3 separate regions of the Mus musculus genome follow, and all the other regions are linked to region 1. The links are chromatin contacts, called in public HiChIP or PLAC-seq and promoter capture Hi-C maps. All regions are on one chromosome and are shown on one strand. Each heading gives the region's core, a stretch centred on a gene start, on an enhancer-like site or on the middle of the called end of the contact. The rest is flanking DNA. Distances are from core to core; before and after follow the strand shown. Region 1 holds the start of Ttbk2 (tau tubulin kinase 2). Region 2 overlaps Stard9 (START domain containing 9). Region 3 holds the start of Stard9 (START domain containing 9).

Region 1 (4,127 bases), core at 1,519-4,018:
AAGGAAGGAAGGAAGGAAGGAAGAAAGGATGGATGGATGGATAAAAAGTGAGCGCTAGAGAGCTGGGTTAGTAGCTAAGCGCTCTGTCTACTCTTCCAAAGGCCCAGATTCAGTTCCCAGCACTCACAAAGCAGCTTACAATCGTCCAGCTAGCTCCAGTAGATGATCTAGCACCTTTTCTGGCCTCCTTGGGCACTAGGCAGCATTCACACAATGCAATTACATATATGCAGGCAAAACAAATACACATTTAAAAAAAAGATCAATGAGCTGGGTGTGGTGGTGCATGCTTGCAATCCTAGTTACTCAGGTGACAAACACAGGCAGATCACAAGACCCAGGCCAGTCTGGGCAAACTAGGAAGATCCTTTTTCAAAATAAAATGTAAAGCTGGGGTTACAGCTCCGTTGGTAGCGTGCTTGCCTAGAATGCATGAAGCCCTGGGTTTGAACCCCAGCACGGCATTAAAATGGTAGTTAACACCTGTAATTCCAGCACTTGGGAGGCCCAGTCAGAAGGATTCCTGGGGCTTCAGGACCTGCCTGGACTACATAATAATTCTGCCTCTAAACCACAAAGCAACATCATCCATAGGTGTCACTTGTAAAAGTTGTATAGCATACAAAAAACTTCCTGCTTGCCAACAAAGTGAAACTTAAATTCCATAATCAGAACTAAGCTGTGTTAACTATGCTTTGAAAAACCAATAGTTTATCACTGCATACATGTTCAGATAAAACACTGGTACACACAAAGTAAAAATCTCAACACTTTTAAACAACCGATGACTATCACATTTTGAATGCATCTTTATGTGTAAATTGCTCCCTAGAATTTTTTAAATTATACAAACTTCATTTCTTACATGACATTTAAGGATATATGAAGTCCTACATAATTGCTCAGCTTTCCTGGGGTATTAAAAAAAAAAAACAGTACCTAACAAGAGAACCTGAAGTCATATACAACATGGAATTCAATGATACATGAACCATATACAAGATGATGAACAAGATACAATCTCTAAGTCAGCTTTCTATTCATAATTAAATTGTTTCAGTTTGAAATTATAAATAAAATGAAGTTATGTATGAGCCTTAATGTCTCTTATGTGTCCAAAACTGAAAGAGGAAAATCAGTTTCTAACACTCCATTATAAAGTTAAACTATTAGAGAAACCTTCCTTTGTAGTCATGCTTCAAACATCCTTTCTGGTGTCTATAAAAATTCATCATACAGGAAATATAAGCTTCTGCGTTAAAGAGTTCTTTCATTATGCTTTAATTTTTAATAGATCATAATCCTCATCAGGATAGATTCTCCAAGATGGCATACTGTTATATCTGTCACCATTGCAGCTTCTTTAAAATCGCAACATAAAAAGTAAAAAGTATTCAACCCACTCAATACTTTTTAAAAAATCCTCATTTTTTTTACTCCTTAAATGAATGTTATTCTAGTCCACTTTGCTGAAAGAAAACAGATACATCTTTGCAGTCTATCCTGGCAAGTCCATGTTTAATGTCACTGCAACTATTAATGGCTCAAAACCAAACACTGAAACAAAACACAGCCTGAATCCTCCTTGTATTTGAGAGTTTGAGTCCATTCACAATACACTCTCTCACACACATTCAATTCTACTAAATAACATCTTCCCATCATATACAGGTTAAAATAGAATTGTCTTCTTTAAATGTTAAAGGACAGCTTCCAAAGCTAGGGGAGAGAAGCCTATCAACTTTAATCCAAAGCAAAGTACAACTCAATGTCATTTTTACCTCTAAGGCAGCGCCACAACTGAAACAAAATGAACTTCATTTAAGGATCAGGTATCCTAGCATCCCCATGATTATTTACTTCTCTGACTCGACAGTGCGTATATGTAGGCTCTTTTGTCCCTCTTTTGGCATCCCCGCGTATCAACAGCATCATCTTTGTCAAAGCAAATCCCTCTGGTCATTACTTCAATACTACAAAGTCCCGGCCTTCCTTGTTACCACACAAATGAGATTCGGTAGTCCCGTCACTCTTCCATTACAGTGGGAAAAGCAAGATAGAATGAAACGCTCATAATTTCAAAAGACTCCTCTCTGCTCGGTCCTGGTAGCCAGAAGAGTCATGAGTACAAGTGATATATGGGTCACCCACAGAAACAGACGAAGCAGCTTCATGAACCTCCAAGTTCAGGGAAGGCACCCAAAGCCTCCGGGGAAATGGGGCAGAACCAGAAAGATCTGTGGGATGAGGATCAATTTGGGTCTGGCGTCGCCTCAGGGCGTGGGCATAAGAAACCCAGGGGTCTCGGGCAGTCTCCCCTCCACGCCTCGGTTGAGCTGAACGAGGGATGAGGCGGGCGCAGGGAAGCTTCTTGGAGACGCCCTGGGGCTCGGGGGTGTGTCCTACCTGGGCCGCGGCGGACGCAGGATCTCTGACGGAGGACGAGGGTCTAGCTCAGGGTCCGCACCGGCAGGAGTCACCGCTCAGCAGGCGGGCCCGCCACCGCCTGCCCATCCCCCGCCGCCCACTGCGGCGGGACCGGAGCGCGGCTTAGACGGCCGGCGGTCCCTTCGGATGCCGTCCGCGTCTAAAGGCGGCGGCAGCGGCTGCGGGTATTGCTGCGGATTGTCCCGGGCCGCTGCTCTCGTGCCAGCCCCTGCTCCTCCTCCTCCTCCTGCCGCCGCCGCCTCCTCGTCCCTACCGCTCCCATCGCCGCTGCGGCGACTACTGCAGCGCCCGCTGACCCGGCCCGACGTTACTCTCCCCCCCGCAAGCCGCACAGCCTAGCCCACCCGCCCTGCCAGCGCGCACCGCCCACCTCTCCGCCGCGGGTGCTGATTGGAGAGCACGTTCCCAGCCTGTGGCGTCGGTTGGCTAGTCCCATTGCCTATCAGGAAGGGGGCGGAGAATTGGGCCGAGAGTGTCTCCGCCCCCCACCGGAGAATTGCCGCTATCTTCAGGTTTGCCTGAGAGGGCGAGTTACCGGGAAAGGAGCATCACAATGACAGTGCGCGTGTGCTTGGGAATTCTGGGACTCGTAGTTCCAGCCTCCGCTGCAACGGCCGGCCTGTCCTGAGGAGAGATGTAAGGCGCAGTGCTTCTGAGAGCCGACTTCAGTAGGTGTTCTCCTAGCTCAGCGTGCTTATGGCCACAGAGTTGGGCCCTTTGGAAGAAAATTGGTAATGCTTTGTCACTGAGGCGGTCGCGTCGAGAATCGTGAGGCCGGGTCATTGCTTAAGGTCTACTCGCCTGCTCAGACCTAGAGCTGCCAGGATCTGGGAAATGGGCGCTGTCCCCTAACCTAAGCTGCTAACTAGGGCCGGGAAACCCGAAGGTATTGGGAGAAAAGAAAGGAGTTACAAAGATGTCAGCCTGGCGAGGGAGTGCCCATTCACAACCCACGAAAAAAGATTTCATTGGCTTTTTGATAAAGACAATGAACAACTTTCATGTGGACCAGTCTGGGACTCTAAGCTTGGAGTTTGCAGGAGTGGCTCAAGACACACAAAGACTAACTATGAAGGGTGGGACACCGAGGCTGTATGGGAGACGTATTTCATGTTGAATGTGCCAAGCTCTTTGGTGAAAAAAAACAAAACAAAACCTAAGAGTAAGTCCCTCTTCTTTCTTTACTATCCATTATATAGACATTAAAAATTAAGAATAAACTTTACCAAGATCACAAAACTGATGTCAAAACCAAACTGCGGACCTATTCCATATTGTATGCCCAACGTTCTTTTTTCCTTAACAATTGCAATGACTGCCACGAGTTTGCCAGGAACAGAGAGGATGCAATGGTATGAATTGTAAAGGTTCACTTTTTGTTTTTGTTTTTGTTTTTGTTTTTGTTTTTCGAGACAAGGTTTCTCTGTATATCCCTGGCTGTCCTGGAACTCACTCTGTAGACCAGGCTGGCCTCGAACTCAGAAATCTGCCTGCCTCTGCTTCCCGAGTGCTGGGATTAAAGGCGTGCGCCACCACACCCGGCTCAAAGGTTCACTTTTACTTTCAAATATTTTCTTAGGTGACAAAAGTGTTCTTACTGTTAAGGAACTACCATCCTCTTTATATTCCTTTACAAGCAGGAGACATCCTTACTGCCTGTCATGTGCAGACTCTTGGAC
Region 2 (4,162 bases), core at 613-3,112, 140 kb before region 1:
GCTGCTCTTAACACTGAGCCTTCTCTCCAGCCCCAACTTAAGCTTTTATTTTATCCAAATAGTAGATGCTATAAGGTAGTAAGTAAAATGGTGTTGCCTTTAGACTGTTTAAAGACTTAAGATTGTTAGAGATAAAAATATTAAGCAGCTTATTTTATGTTCACTGCTGTTGTCCTAAGCTAACTGCAGGTTTGCTAAGCCAGCATAATCTGTGGTTTGTCCAAATCTACAAGGTCAAGGACACCCTGAAGAGACTGTTGGAACTGAGACTGGAGGGTTGAGATTCAGAAGAGCCCAGTAGTGCTAGTGTTGGGAGGGAGGCAGCTCTTGAGGTGCTCTTGAGGTGCAGTTCATGAGGTGGCTTCTCTTGCTGCACCGTGGAATGTCTGTGGGGGCCCCAGTTGATGGGGTCAGGGCTCTCTCATTCCCAGAGCAGTAGGTCCATTATCAAATGGCTTCTGTCGGCAGCACCCTGTGGGATGACTAGGACTTAAACCCTTTTCCAAAGCCAGGCTGTGAAGATCTCAGGTTCCTTATCTATCTAGGCTATAAGCCTGTGAGTGTTATGGGTCTTCCCAGTAGCCAGGCTTGTCCCATTTCCACTGATGGGTTTTCCTGGACTCTTTACTCTTCACCCCTGCAGAAGGGAAGCATCTTCCTGGGCAATAGATCTAGGGCAAGTGCTGGGATATTTTGTTCTCCTTCTGTGGTCCTGCCTCAGGTCTTTGGAAGTTATAGGTTTCCTTTTGCCACTGTGAGGAAAGCCAGTGTTCTTTGGTAGTTGCTCCTGGAAATATGAAGTTACAGTCTGCTTCTTTGTATTTGTGGAGGAACAGGTGACCAACACCAGGTCCAAAATGTTTGTTCTCAGGTCACGTGTGCCACACTGCACACAGTCAGCAAACATTGAGGCATATTGGATAGTCCCCTATGTTTCTTTAGGACTATTGGCATGTCATTGTCAAATCCTAGATATCTCACCATCCCCTCACTGTGTTACTATGTGCTCCTGCCCTGTAGCAGCATTAGCTAGATCTTACCTTTTCCCAGACATTAGTGAGATACATCTAGTATTTTACCTCCTAAGTTTCATACTAGATTTTAAACTGAGACAAATTTTACAGTAGGGGCTGATGAGATGGCTCAGCGGTTAAGAGCACTGACTGCTCTTCCGAAGGTCCTGAGTTCAAATCCCAGCAACCACATGGTGGCTCATAACCATCCATAAAGAGATCTTACACTCTCTTCTGGAGTGTCTGAAGACAGTTACAGTGTACTTACATATAATAAATAAATAAATCTTTAAAAAAGAAAATTAAATTTTACAGTAAGGGAACATAAGATTTTCTAGAGCATTACTTTTTGGTCTTTGGAGAATGCCATCTTGCTCCTTTATTTATTTGTTCCCATTGGCTAATATGAAGCTATTCTTTCATCCTTGGGATGCTGAATCCTTATGCACATGATGTATTTTTAACATTTTTCATATTTTATTTTTTCTACAATTTTTGTTAGCAAATATATATATATGAAATGCTTAATTTGCATACTAACCAGTATTTTCTTGCTTTGGACTTTTAAATTTTTTCTTTAACAATGCTACAATATTGTCTTTGACCCACAAAGTATAAAGAATTTATTTGGTCTGATCTATAAAATAGGCCTCTGATATAATCCCTCTTCCCAATGCTTACCTAGTTTTTGACTCACTATTAATTCATGATTATAGCTGGAAATCATCACCGAGGGCCTTGAACCTCACGATGTCAGTTTGTGGTTGAGGAGCACAGAGAAGTGGGGAGCCTGGGGAACGGGAGACAGATCTTGCTTGATAAGGCCTGTGACAGCTGCAGAGATGGGGCTGGCAAGCATCTTAGTGCCCTTCAGCACTGTGGTTTTTGGAGGAGTGGTGAGGTGAGGGCTGTGCAGGTGAGAGGTAGGAGGTGACAGATGGAACACTGGCTTCAGGAAGCTCAATGCTGAGGAGACATCTTTGTGTTTAAATGCTAATAATATCTAGTGACAAGGGCGAGGTGGGGACAAGTGGAGAGAAGTGATTAGGTAATAGTGCTCCTAAGGGTTACAGGTCTAAGAAACAATTCAAAACTACTGCAGCAGGAGGGATGAGGAAGGAAGGTGGTAGAACTGTTTACTTAGCGTGTGTATATGTATGCACATACCGTGTCACACATTAGGAGGTCGGAAAACAGCATCCAGCCAGGCGTGGTGGCGCACGCCTTTAATCCCAGCTCTCGGGAGGCAGAGGCAGGTGGATTTCTGAATTCGAGGCCAGCCTGGTCTACGGAGTGAGTTCCAGGACAGCCAGGGCTACACAGAGAAACCCTGTCTCGAACCCCATCCCCCCACCCCCAAAAAAGAAAACAGCATCCAGTATTAGTTTTGTACCAGGGACTCTGATTCTCTAGCTTGGTGGCAGGCACCTTTACTTGGTGAATCATCTCACTGGCCCATGTTTTTGTCCTACCAAGGAGGTGGCTGACACAGTGTACTAACCAAGGACAGCAGAGACCCAGAGCTCTGGTCCTAGAGTAGGGCTTCTGGCTCAGTATGGCACCTAGCCAGGGCCAGAGTCTGCTGTTCAGAGCTCATTGCTTCTTCCTTATCTCCCCTTCACTTTGACTTTATTATCTACACTAAACTCCTTGTATCAGTCAGGGTTCTCGAGTCACAGAACTTACGGGCAGTCTCTGTATAGTAAGGAAATCTGTTGATTACTTACAGTTGTAGTTCAACTCCCTTACAATGGTCAGCAGCAGCTTTGAATGGAAGTCTAAGGATCTAGCGGTTGCTCAGTTCCACAAAGAAAACAGGCAAAGAGAGCAAATCTTCCATCTTCCAATGTCCTTATGTAGGTGTGGCTCGGATTAAAGGTGTGTGCCTGGATCTGGGACTTGCTTTGTCCCAGATGACCTTGAACTCAGAGATCTACCTGCCTTAATCTGGGATTCATAGCCACTATGCCTCAAGATCTCATGCCAAGGTCCAGGTCAGATACTTGTATCTCCCAGCCTCCAGATTAGGATCACTGGAGTGCCTCCAATTCTAGATTGTAGTTCATTCTACATATAGTCAAGTTGACAACCAGGAGTAGCCACTACACCCCTCCAGTGATGGTCTCCTTCCTGCTGCCACCATGGTACAGGTGTCTTCTCACATACTGACCCTGGGGTTTACCCATTTTTTAGAGGGCCTGTATAAGTTATTTCTCTGCTGGAGAAATGAGCCAATTTTAGGTTAGGCAGATTAGAGTATATATAAAGGCAGGTTTATTGGGAAACTACTCTTTGGCACACGCTTGCTGAGAAAGAAGAGAGAAGGGTAGGTGGGAGAGACCAAAATGTCTAGACTGACTATATAGGGAAGAACTTCTGAGAGAAGGGCAGCCCAGCCCCTGGGCTTGAAAGTTCAGAGTAGAGGGTAGGGTATGCCAGGTAAGAAGTGAGGGATGCTGGGAGAACCTGGAGGCCAGGTCTGCTTTAGTGTGTAAAATATGTACCTCAGCCCCTTGTCCCAGGTCTGAAACCCAACAGGCCCCATGCCCAGGTACTGGCTATCCTCACTGCTGTGGCCTCTGATCTGCAGTGAAGGTTTTCTAGCTGCTATCTATTGCTGTAACCTCTTGACTTTTAGTTACCGTTCTGTTGCTATGAAGAGAGACACCATGACCAAGGCAACTCTTACAAGAGCAAGCATTTAATTGTGAGGGTTTTCTTACAGTTTCAGGAGCTAAGTCCATTATCATCATGGCAGAGAGCATGGCAGCAGGCCAACATGGTGCTGGAAAAGTAACTGGGAACTATAGTTTGATCTGAAAAGAGTAACACTGGACCTGGCATCAAGCCCATCCCCAGTGGCATACTTCCTGCAACAGGGCCACACCTCCTAATTCTTTCAAATACTGTCACTCCATGGTGACCAGCAGTATCACCCTGGATGAGCCTAAAGGCTTGAAGGCGCTGGGGGCCATACTTATTCAAACCATCATAGTATCCAACATCCTGAAGTGGAATTGCAATTTGGAATAGTGGAAAGCATTCTGGGTCCTGCTCTGAGTATCCTCTGTTCTGCAGGGGGACTCTCAAGTGCCAGATTCCCAAGACACTTGGATAGGGGACTGGCAGGACCAGTCCACAGTGAGGAA
Region 3 (4,474 bases), core at 1,846-4,345, 220 kb before region 1:
GGGATGAAGGCTTTCCCATAGCTGCACAGATAGAAGGCAGCCCTCTTTCCCATAGCTGCACAGATAGAAGGCAGTCCTCTTTCCCATAGCTGCACAGATAGAAGGCAGCCCTCTTTCCCATAGCTGCACAGATAGAAGGCAGCCCTCTTTCTCCCTTCCCCTGGTCTATGTGCTCTAACTCCTCCCGCGTTAAGTGCTATTAGGGCAGAATTACATGCGAGATGTGGTTTAGAATGGCTGAATACCCAGCTGCTGATCCCACGAACTCCCCTGCCTTCCATAAGGGGATGCAAATAGTCAAGTCCAGCTGGAATGATCTGAACTCCCAAAGATGGTGACCCCCCACACACACACACCATTTTGAAAATTAGAACATGCAAGTCAAATAATTTTACTTTCTCCAAAACTTTCCTATGTTTCCCAATCCACTGAATAAAACCAAGAAGCCACTGTGGCTTCATATTAACTCCATGATCCTGGCTCTGCACCTCGGTCTACCCCTACGAAGACTGTCTTACAAGCATGGGGTCTTACACTGACCTGCTCCCTGTGTCTGTCCTTTCACACACAGCATGGCTTTTGTTTTGTTGTTTGTTTGTTTTGTTTTGTTTTGTTTTGTTTTGATACCAGGTCTTGATATGTGGTCCAGGTTAGCATGGAACTCAAAATTCTCCTGCCTCAACTGAAGCAGGACTCTGATTATACACAGGACTCTGATTACACAGCCCTCCAATCTCGGGCTCCATGATTCTGTTCTCTTTACAACTAGTTTTGTTCTTTTTTAAAGATTTGTTTATTTATTTTATGTATGTGAGTACATTGTTATGAACCATCATGTGGTTGCTGAGCATTGAACTCAGGCCCTCTGCTCTCTCCGGCCCAAAGATTTATTATTATTATATGCTAGTACATTGTAGCTATCTTTAGACACACCAGAAGAGGGTGTCAGATCTCATTTCGGATGGTTGTGAGTCACCATGTGGTTGCTGGGATTTAAACTCAGCACCTTCCGAAGAGCAGTCAGTGCCCTTACCTGCTGAGTCATCTCACCAGCCCCGTTCTTGCTTTTTAAAACATACTTTTAAATTTTAATTTGCTGCATGGCTAAACATTTTTTAAAACTGTTTTTACCTGTTAGTCTACTCCCAGTTCTATGAGGTCAGAGGTTTCACCAGACAGGTGTGTTCTGATTGCTTAGAACAGTGTCTGCCTTAATAGAGGCTGACGTAGGAAATTCTATGAACTAATAGTCTCTGAAAAACTTCCCAGCCTTACTTTCCTCAAATATAGTGGGGTGTCACTGGTATCAGTGAGGACTTCCTTTAAGAGTCTATATAAAGTAGTGACTTTCTTAACTTTCTCTTTAACCACCTAACACTGTTACTCTCTTTTATTCCCTTTTATTTTTCTTTGCATTTTGTGTCTGGCACAATGTTATACACATTTAGATAGTTATTTCCTTTTCCATAAGATCCTAATTCTCATGAAGGAAGTGACTTGGGGTTTTTTGTTTTTTGGTCTGTGTGTTTCTTGTTTGTCTTGGTTTTGTGTGAGTCTCTCTCTCTCTCTCTCTCTCTCTCTCTCCCTCCCTCCCTCCCTCCCTCCCTCCCTCCCTCCCTCCCTCCCTCCCTCCCTCCCTTCCTTCCTTCCTTCCTTCCTCTCTTTCTTTCTTTCCTTCCTTCCTCTCTTTCTTTCTTTGAGACAGGGTTTCTCTGTGTAGCCCTGGCTGTCCTGGAACTCACTCTGTAGACCAGTCTGGCCTTGAACTCACAGAGATCCACCCGCCTCTGCCTCCCAATTGCTAAGATTAAATAAAGGCTTGCAGAACCACTCTCCAGCTTATATAAACTCTAACCCTAATATTAATAATACAATGGCTAACCCTACCCCACCTCTCTCTAATCATGATGTTTGACGATTTAGTAGTCTTCAGTGGACACAAATTTGTCACCATCAGAAACGGACCCTTGTTTCTGTTTTTGCTGTTGTGAGACATGGGAGCTTCCTGTGTGGAGGTCTTGGAACTCCCCAGTGTTGGAATTGTTAAGTGTTCATCAGCACCCCAGGTCTCAGAGCTGGGCTTCAGGCTTTACAGCTATAAATAGCTATTTCTTATTTGAATAAACCAGCTCTGATCAGACAGCATTTGCTCTGTATGTACTATAAATACTGCTTAGGGTGGTAGTGAAGTTACAGGGCAACCGAGAGAAATTTGTCAGTAAGTTAGGAAAAAAAAAAAAGAAAGAAAGAAGAAAAAAAAAGCCTCTTCATTTTTTTTTTTTTTTTTTTTTAGGCTGGGCATGACAGCCCACACCTTTTTTTTTTTTTTTTTTAAGATTTATTTATTTATTATATGTAAGTACACTGTAGCTGTCTTCAGACACTCCAGAAGAAGGAGTCAGATCTTGTTACGGATGGTTGTGAGCCACCATGTAGTTGCTGGGATTTGAACTCCAGACCTTCGAAAGAGCAGTCGGGTGCTCTTACTCACTGAGCCATCTCACCAGCCCCAAGCCTCTTCATTTAAACGCACCTTAGAATTACAAAATCATTTGTTTTTCTCATTTCATTGTTGTTGTTTTGAGACGGGACTTCACGCTGAACTCCAGGCTGACTTCAACTCACCATGTAGGCTAACCTTGAATTCAAAATATTCTTGCCTCAGCCTCTACGATAGGCTCCACTTTATTTTTGACCTTAAAATTTAGCCGCAGTTTTGACATAGCAGACCAATAGGGTAAAAAATAAAATTACTAATTTCCTTCATGAACTTTCAAGTATTAACCAGAAATTCAGTCACCAGATTTTAGAACAAAAGAGATACTACAGCTTGCGTAGGACAGTCAGCGGTGCGAGGGGTAGAACGAGACCAGGTTGCTCAGCCCACCTGCCTCAGGATTGGCTAAGGCTCCGCAGGCCCCGCCCCTGTCTGGCGTTTCCTTGCACTCGGGCGGGAGCGTCCAGAGAAGTGAGAGGGTGGAGCAAGGCAAGGAGGCCCACCCCCATCTGTCTCAGGATTGGTTGATACCTAGTGGGCCCCGCCCCCTAGGGCGAGGCTTGGGCTGCGGTCGGGAGGCGCGTGGGACGGGCGGGGCAGTCTGTGGCTCTTGCAGTGCCTGTGGCTGGGTCTGTTCGCTGGACGCCGGCCAGGGATGCTTCCGCCGGACCGCTGTGTGGGTCTTGGGTTGTGGCGGAGGGATGGCGAATGTGCAGGTGGCCGTGAGGGTCCGGCCTCTCAGCAAGCGGTGAGTCTGTCAGGAGGGGGCGCCTGAGGGGTCAAGTGAGCTGAGAGGAGTGCGAGGTCCCTGCCTTCCTCAGGGTGGACTGGCGTGGAGAAAAAAAAAAAATCAGACACAGATTGTCATGGAGGCTCAGGGTCCAGAAGGCCTGGAGGGACAGGGCTTCGCGTCCTAGGAGATAGCAGTTCTTGTGTGGCTCCAGGAGTCGCTGCCCTGTGTGCATGTCCTTGGTGACCTGCCAACTAGTTTCTAGGGACCCTGGCTTGGGTCTTGGTGCACGTAGTAGGGCCTTTCTCACGGAGCATGACGTGAGGAAGTACAAAAGGATGGGCAGACTCCACTACTTTTGGTGTTCTGGGAGTACCCAAGTGAGGACTGGAGGCTGTTGTGTCCGTATATACACATGGGATTGCTCCAAGAGGACATAGGAAAAAGAATTATCAGGATATGGAAGGAAAATAAAGGCCCAGAGAAAGTACACTCTCAACCTGTGCTCAGTAGTTGGTGTGATTTAAAGACTGAACTGTGACATAGGGGAAGTTTCTCCAGACATCTCTTCTTGGTGTCCTCCATGCTAGCTAGTTCCTTGTGTAGGAGCCTGATTCTGCACCCCTCAGCCCTTGAGGCATCCAGTGTGAAGCTGCACACTTCATCCTCTTTTCCTCTCACTTGGGAAGTCAGAGAATGCTTTGCACAAAAGTTGGTGTCAAAGAGCTGTTGTGAATGATCTTTGAGTTTTCTGACAAGTAAGGAGAAGAAGTGCAGAGTCCTCCAAGAACAGGAAGAAAGAGCAAATCTCTGCTCTTAGGGTGTAGATGGAAGCCTTGGACACCTGCTTGGGTTGAAGCGGAAGAGTGATGGGTGATAAAACTGGCAGAGTGTGGGTCTAGACCAGATGACATGTATTGGAATTAGCAGGTTTTTTTTAACTGTCCAGTACACAAGATACCTTGGTAAATGGGAACAGAGGTCAAAAAGGGCATTGTCTCCTATGACGAAAATGGTTCTGTATGGGTTAGGTTTGTCCTTTTAGAGGCCATCTGCTTTTAAAAGTTTAGACCGAATGAGAGCAGTGAGATAGGAGGAACACAAAAGAGTGTACCCCAAATTGCTGTGTTTTGATTGGTAAATGACTTTTTAAACATCTGGCTTTATATCACTGCCTGTGGTGACTCAGGGCTGGGGGCCTCCTGGGAGTAGCTGCTGTCTAGGAGGAGGTCCTTTCCAAACTGTCT

What was found. Promoter capture Hi-C pulls out the DNA fragments that hold promoters and counts their contacts. HiChIP or PLAC-seq counts read pairs in DNA pulled down with a chosen protein or histone mark.
Region 2: a contact with region 1 is called in an H3K27ac HiChIP or PLAC-seq map of double positive thymocytes, with 2.3 times the contacts expected there. The contact joins the enhancer-like site here to the promoter of Ttbk2 in region 1. A contact is called at or near these places in 21 of 39 promoter capture datasets (the 3T3-L1 cell line, 3T3-L1-derived adipocytes, the C10 cell line and 14 more), 11 of 484 Hi-C or Micro-C datasets (CD8 T cells, the HL-1 cell line, beige adipocytes and 6 more), 15 of 115 datasets of contacts at active chromatin or transcription factors (the 230-238 cell line, DN3 thymocytes, T-cell acute lymphoblastic leukemia and 8 more) and 4 of 9 other capture datasets (adipose tissue, embryonic stem cells, liver and 1 more).
Region 3: a contact with region 1 is called in a promoter capture Hi-C map of pre-B cells, with 5 times the contacts expected there. The contact joins the promoter of Stard9 here to the promoter of Ttbk2 in region 1. A contact is called at or near these places in 11 of 39 promoter capture datasets (the 3T3-L1 cell line, the C10 cell line, cranial neural crest and 7 more), 6 of 484 Hi-C or Micro-C datasets (Th17 cells, embryonic stem cells, granulocyte-monocyte progenitors and 3 more), 6 of 115 datasets of contacts at active chromatin or transcription factors (the 230-238 cell line, DN3 thymocytes, bone marrow-derived macrophages and 2 more) and 1 of 9 other capture datasets (adipose tissue).

What each region holds. Positions count from the first base shown.
Region 1 is chr2:120,847,650-120,851,776 of GRCm38.p6, forward strand. It overlaps Ttbk2 (tau tubulin kinase 2), which reads right to left and starts at 2,769. Exons shown (of 16, transcript NM_001024856.2): 1 at 2,407-2,769. It overlaps AV039307 (expressed sequence AV039307), which reads left to right and starts at 3,007. Exons shown (of 4, transcript NR_038350.1): 1 at 3,007-3,116.
Region 2 is chr2:120,708,534-120,712,695 of GRCm38.p6, forward strand. Stard9 (START domain containing 9) reads left to right here. Exons shown (of 33, transcript NM_001370940.1): 27 at 4,092-4,162. Among named protein-coding and RNA genes, the nearest start is that of Cdan1, 21 kb to the right of the region's middle. Within about 2 kb of position 1,863, at least 21 of the 459 cell types and tissues checked have an H3K27ac peak or open chromatin away from gene starts, as enhancers often do. A contact at or near this core is called in DN3 thymocytes, T-cell acute lymphoblastic leukemia and double positive thymocytes, where this site is marked.
Region 3 is chr2:120,626,026-120,630,499 of GRCm38.p6, forward strand. Stard9 (START domain containing 9) reads left to right here and starts at 3,096. Exons shown (of 33, transcript NM_001370940.1): 1 at 3,096-3,245. The coding sequence starts at 3,199.